Linked DNA regions of Macaca mulatta: region 2 is linked to region 1. A link is a contact called in public Hi-C data. All regions are on one chromosome and are shown on one strand. Each heading gives the region's core, a stretch centred on a gene start, on an enhancer-like site or on the middle of the called end of the contact. The rest is flanking DNA. Distances are from core to core; before and after follow the strand shown. Region 1 holds the start of VEZF1 (vascular endothelial zinc finger 1). Region 2 overlaps CUEDC1 (CUE domain containing 1).

What was found. Hi-C and Micro-C count contacts between places; a contact is called where the count stands out from the background.
Region 2: a contact with region 1 is called in a Hi-C map of fetal cortex germinal zone, with 3 times the contacts expected there. The contact joins the enhancer-like site here to the promoter of VEZF1 in region 1. A contact is called at or near these places in 4 of 14 Hi-C or Micro-C datasets (blood, fetal cortex germinal zone, fetal cortical plate and 1 more).

The regions. Positions count from the first base shown.
Region 1 is chr16:52,001,092-52,004,049 of T2T-MMU8v2.0, reverse strand. VEZF1 (vascular endothelial zinc finger 1) reads right to left here and starts at 1,388. Exons shown (of 8, transcript XM_077970977.1): 1 at 1,213-1,388. It overlaps LOC144335563, which reads right to left. Exons shown (of 8, transcript XM_077971040.1): 7 at 2,786-2,927; 8 at 2,174-2,411. The coding sequence ends at 2,409.
Region 2 is chr16:52,115,589-52,118,743 of T2T-MMU8v2.0, reverse strand. It overlaps CUEDC1 (CUE domain containing 1), which reads right to left. Exons shown (of 12, transcript XM_077970988.1): 5 at 545-671. Among named protein-coding and RNA genes, the nearest start is that of MRPS23, 26 kb to the left of the region's middle. Within about 2 kb of position 1,678, at least 28 of the 40 cell types and tissues checked have an H3K27ac peak or open chromatin away from gene starts, as enhancers often do. A contact at or near this core is called in fetal cortex germinal zone and fetal cortical plate, where this site is marked.

The DNA.
Region 1 (2,958 bases), core at 139-2,638:
ATAACTCAGAGAGGCGGGAAGAACGCACTTAAAAGTGACGAGCTTCCTAACCTCCTCCAGTTCCGAAGTTTCCTCGTGAGCTCATCGCTACTGCCCACTAAATGCTTCGTTTGCAAATAGAAAGGAGTAGGAAAAAAATAAGTTCCAGCCTAGATCTGCCAAAGAGGGGTCCCCCATCTAAAGTGGGCGGGCAAGAGAATTGCCAAAACAGATCGGCTACAGTCACTTTCAAGTTTCTTGCAAAAAAGCGAAGACCAACATCCCAGAGAGTGACTCATCTGGGGGCTTTGTAAGCGGACTTTGTTTGCTCTCTCCACTTGGAGGAAACGTTCGAGGTGGGCCGAGAAAGAAAAGCGATTCGGGAGAAGGTCGGGCCTCCAAGAGTCCCGGCCCCCACCGCTCCCCCCGCCCCGGGCCGGCCCGGCTAGGGGATTCCCCGGGCTCAATGGGACGGCGGGAGAGCTGGACAGAGGGAGAAGGTGTCAGCTGCCAAGGCTCGGCTGAGGCTTGGGAAAGAAAAAATGTAAATCCAGTGAAAAAGTTTGGGGAGGGGATACACACTCACAACATCCTCCCCCCCCCCCCCGAACTGGGTAAACACGAGAGGGGTGGTGGCGGTGAGGGGGAGTGGCGGGGAACACAGGGATACCCGCTATTCGCGGGGACACGAGAGGGGGTCAGAAAGTCAACACAGGCACGCACACACACAAAAAGAAGAGGGAGATGAAAAGAGAACAAGCGAAAGATGGATGAAGTGGCGGGAGGGGACTCAGAGCAGGACCTGGCGACCTCCTCACCCCACCGTGCCGGACCGGGCCGGCACGCAGTGGCCCAGCAGCCCGCGCTATCCAGCGGCCCGGCGCCCTCCTTTCTCTGGGCCGCGGGGTGGTGACAGCGACCGGCCTCCTCCCTTCCCCTTCAGGGCGGGAGGGAAGGGTGTGTGTGAGTGTGTGTGTGTGCGTGTGTGTGCTGGGGGGCCCCCGGGTTCACCCCGAGGCCTGCTCTCTCCCCCGCACCCCGTGAGGCCGCCTCCTTTCACCTCAGCAGCCCCGCTCCGCCGGGGCGGGCGGGCGGGCGGAAAAACAAAGGGGGATTAAGGCCGGGCCGGAGAGCGGAGCCGGGAGGGAGGGGAGGAGGAGCGCCCGCCCGCCCGCCAGCCCGGGGCCCGGCCCCCCTGTCCCCCCCGTGCCCCCCCGGGGGGGCCCCCAGTACCTGGAACAGGAACGCGGTCCAGTTGGCCTCCATGGCTGCGGCGGCCGACCCCCCTCCTCCCCACTCCCCCCGCTCGGGGAGCCTCCTCAGCCGGAGGAGGCGACAACAAAGCGGCGGCGGCGGCGGCGGCAACGGCAGCGGCGGCTCCTCAACATGGCAGCGCCGAGCGCGGCCACTTCCGGTAACCTCCGGGACGCACCACCGCGGCGGCGAGCGCGGGCGGGGGGGGAGCCCCGGCCCGGCCGCCGCCGCCCCCAGTCGCCCGGACCCCCTCCGGGCGTCCCCACTGCCGGCTCGCCGCCTCGGAGCTCAGCCAGTGCCCGCTGGCGGTGGGGTCAGGGCCCCCGCGGGGGGGCTGGGGTGGGGCCCGGGGCGGGGATGGGGCGCGGCGTCCCCCCCCGCGGGGGTGTGTGGTGCTGCGGTCCGTGGCTCAGGCAGCTGTAGCAGGGGGAGCTCAGGAGAGAAGATGGAGGACGCCAGGGTCTGGCGCTGGCCCGCTGGGCACAGCTGGGCCGTCTCCCGTGACTCAGACACGGTGTCCAGCACCGTAGAGTCCCTGTCAGATCCTCAGCGGAGGGCACAGGCCACAGCGGACACCCGGCTCTTCAATCGCTCATGCACAGCATGGTCCCCACCTCCAAATTGGGGGAAGCCCTTTCGACTTCGAGTGTCTCTTCCCTCTGGCATTTCCTCCCTGGTCGGCTAAGCCCTCCGCGCTCTCGCTACGATATGCATCTCATGGCTAGATGGCCTTCCAACTCGAGCAGGGAATCCCACTGGGGTGCAGCCTCAGATCCTCCCAGTGTGGAGGGAAACACTTCCCACGCGTAGAGATGTCATTACTGGGTTATTCTTGGGTGAAGGGCTGAGCCTCCCCATCCTCCCCTTCACTCCAAGATAGGATGTGAAATTCTATCCCAACACCCCTCCTCTCCCGCCAAAAATAAAAACAAGTGAGATAGTATAGACAAGAAATTATTTTAGTCCTTTAGTACAGTCTGTTTCCTCCTTCACCCCCAGAACAAAAATCGAACTTCTGGTTGGACAGCGTCAGGAGATGTCACTGAGGTGACCCCAGCCTCTGTTTGCAGTTCCAAGTCTTCCGTGTAGGCGTCACTGCTACTGGAACTTTGTAGATGAGGAGCCTGTATGATGATGTCCTGAACATTTCTATCCTTTCCTCACACAGAGGGTAGCTACTGGGAATATCAGAGACAAGCTATTATTAAACAAGTGTCTCTAGTCCAAGACATCTCCTGTGGCAGGGAAATGAGGGGGCAGGCTGTATCAGTGATATTTTTATAAACTCTGCTTTTAGGAAACATTCTTCAGATGGACGCATTAAGACTTCAACATTTTCCAAAACCAACTGAATCTTATCCCCTCCATTTTTCCCCCTCCAGACACTTCTAATCAAGGTCACCATCTCCAACTTCCCCCATAGACAATAAAAATATGGCTGGAGAATTCTACTGTAATAGAAAACCAAGGAGATACAATAATTTGACAGTGTGTTTCCTTTCCATCCACTAGACAAGAATACCCCCTCCCATTCTTTCCTCCCCTCAGTCACCAGAATGAAGGGGCTGGAAAACGTTGGTCTGGTTCCTTTTAGAGCTGATTCCCCATTGGATACTGCCTGGAGGCCTTGGGGGAGAAGTTCTGCAGTTTGGATCAGTAGCAGAAGCAGGTAACACATCAGGGAACCGGTCAGCCTAAGACAGGAGGGGACAGAAAATGATGAAA
Region 2 (3,155 bases), core at 429-2,928, 110 kb before region 1:
ACAGCAGTAGCCTAAAAACTATTTTTCCTCCACGCCACGGACCACCTCATACCTTCATCTACAACCTGAACAGTCCTGAAAAGAAATCTGCAAACTGTGGAACAGCCTATACGTGGATTCCCAAACTCAACCCTCTCCCGGCACCGGCAGCCTCAGGGTGGACCTGCCCCGCTGTGGGGCACCTTGGAGCATGCCAACATCTATCGAGAAGCTGCCTCTGGCCCTTTCCCGAGGGAGGAAGGGGGGTGCTCTGGCCCTCCACCATTGGCCACCCCATGCCCGCCTCTCTCCAGCCTGAGGTGACTGCTGCAGCAGACAGCCTCCTTAGGCTGCCACCTTCCCTGGATAGAACAGGAAACCTCCAGACCCAGGCAGGAAGTGAGGCTTTCAGTTCAGCATTCTTTCCCTACGAACCCAGGGCAACAGAAATAGCTCAGCCTGGGTTTAAACATCAGGAAGTAAAACTGGCTGGCACAAATTGTGTGGGCAAAGAGAGATGCTGGACAGGCAGGTGGGAGTGGAAGGCGGGGGCGGCCCCTGTTACCTGTATGCTGTCCAGCTGCTGGGGGAGGATGCGGAGAAAGTCATCCGGGAGGTTGCCCAGTAGTGGTGGGTTCCAGTTCCGATAGCGTCTCTGGCTTGTAGGGGCTGCAGAGCTCAGCACGTCGATACTAGGGGATGGGAGGTGACAGGGAAGAGGGAGTCATTAAGCCCAACCCCAGGTCTCCTGGCCCCATCACACCAGGTCCTCAGGCAGGTCAGATCCTGCTCAGAGATTCCCATGGCCTCCACTGCCCCCAGAACAAAGGCCCATCACTTTGTGTCATCACTGGAGATGTCTCCACCGGCCTCAGCGAACTCCCCAGCCATTCATGCTGTCCAGTCACATGCCCGCCCAGGTCTCTAGACCTTCAGCGCTGTCTGTCCATGGTGCACATGTGGAACTCTGTGGATTTAGCTATAGATGTTTACAAATGTGCCCTAAAGACAGCAGGGATTGTATCCTTTCATGCTTCTATGCTAGCACCTACACAGTGCCAGGCTCACGGTGCTGAGTGACAGGTATGGTCCAAAGGAACAGACACATAAGCCACCAACAGCACAGCCTGCTGCATGTTGGTTTGCTGAAGAGGGGGCATATGGGGACGCCAGGATCCGTACAGAGGGTAAAGCAGATCCAAGCTCCAGTTCTGGCTCAACCATCAGCCGGCGGGGTAGTCTTAGGTGGGCCCCTGTTCCCCTCTCGGGTTCGGTTTCCTTAGCTAGAAACTGCTGCCTCCCTGCCCAGGTACTGGGGAGCCCCTCAGGAGGCCATGTCCTGAGCAGTGTTCTGAAAAGTGTGTGGAGAGGTGAGTGTGGAAGGGATCTCCCTCTCAGGGTGCTCTGGGACCACTCTTTCCAGGCCTGGTGTGTGTGTGGCAGGAGCTCCGTGCCATGGCAGAGCCAACAGCTGGGCAAGGCAGTAGAGGAAGAGGGGGTGGCACACACACCCTCCCTGACCCCCAGGCTCCCGCCCTACCGCCCTGGGCCTGAGGGCAGCTCGGAGCCCAGCCAGGAGCTCCCCACAGCTCCATGGCAGCCTGCAGCGTGGCAACCGCAGGACACGTGTTCCGCTGAGTCAGGGAAACGGCACACTGAGAAGGCAGCCGAGGGCCGGGCGGTGGGGGCCGCTCTCGCTCTCTCGGGCCTGGCTTTGATTTGGTCTCCAGCTCCAGGAATCCCGCCCGCCCCCTCACTGGAGGGGAGCTTTTCCGGGCTGCAGCTGACTATGGAAATAACTTCCTTTCCTTTTCTATTTTGGGCGGGTGGCCGGCGGCGGGGGCGAGGGGAAGGGGCGGGGGCGGCAGCAGACGGGATAACCAGCTGCTAAGTGCCTGGTGGGAGCTCAGCTCTTGCAGACTGGAGCCAAGGGAACCCCAGCACGCCTCGTCCACCCTCTGGCTGCACAGACACAAGGGGAGAGGGAATGGTCTGGAGAGGAGCTTGCATCACAACCCGGGACTCCCATTCCTAGGCCAAATTTTTTCTACATCACTGCCACCTTCTGCCACTGTTGGAGGCTTCATTTTTCTCCAAAGGCCAGAGATGGGGAGTGAGGAAGCCCCATCTCTCAGGGACTCGCAGACCACCCCAGGCTACAGCAGGGAGGGACCCTCACCAGGGGTATTACCCGTTCTTGGGGTCTCAGGGTCTTCATCTGGGACACGGGTGCCCACCCCCAACTTAACCACACCTCGGAGCCACCCAGGAAAGCAGCGGAGGGAGAACCTCAGAAGGTGCATCTGGACTCCTCTAGCCACGAGGACTCCAAGTGCAGAAGGGGACAAGGTGGAGGAGGCCCCTGTTCTCAGCTGAGTTTCCTTGCTGCTGGGCCTGTGGTCCTGAAGGAAGGCCAGGCCCAGCCCCCTCCTGGCCCCTTGCCTGGCACTGGTAGAGATGAGGTCAGCCCACAGCTGCGTGAGCCAGGGGGCCCTGAGCACAGGCAGCCCAGGCAACTCCATTGTGGTCGGAAAGGAATGTCAGAAATGAGCTGAGACGCAAATAAAAAAAAAACTTCCAAGGCTGTAATTTTAACGGAAAAACAGCAGGCGGCCTGTGTGGATGGGTCCCCTGGGTTTCAGAGACCATCTTTCTTTCAGACAGATGGAGGGAAGGACAGGCTGGGGGAGGGGAAGGAGAGAGGCGGGAGGATTTCCCAGCCCAGAGTCTCTGACTCTGGACCCCAAAACTACAACTTCAAGCCCCATCGGACCCCTAGGTTTACCCATGGAACATCAGACCTGATGGAAAGGGATTTCAGAGACAGGCCTTCCAGGTAAAATTTTTGGTAAAAACTGGACATTGAAGTCCAGAGGTGGTTCAAGCCATGTCCCAGGACACACACATCATCCAGGCAAAACCTGGACCCAGGGATCGTGACATTTGAAGCATGCTCCCGGGGGGTGGCCCTGCCTCTCTTGCCCTAGCAGGCCAATGCCCACGCTCCCAAACTCTGCTCCATCTGCAGGTTCTCGGCACCCCAGTGACTGGAGGTAGCAGAAGGGGGCCAGGCCATTCCCCCACTCAAATTTGATCTCCCTCAGCAGCCAGAGGAAGAATCCTAAAACATGAGCCTGATTGTGTCACTCTCCAGGTTAAGGCCCTTGAATGGCTCC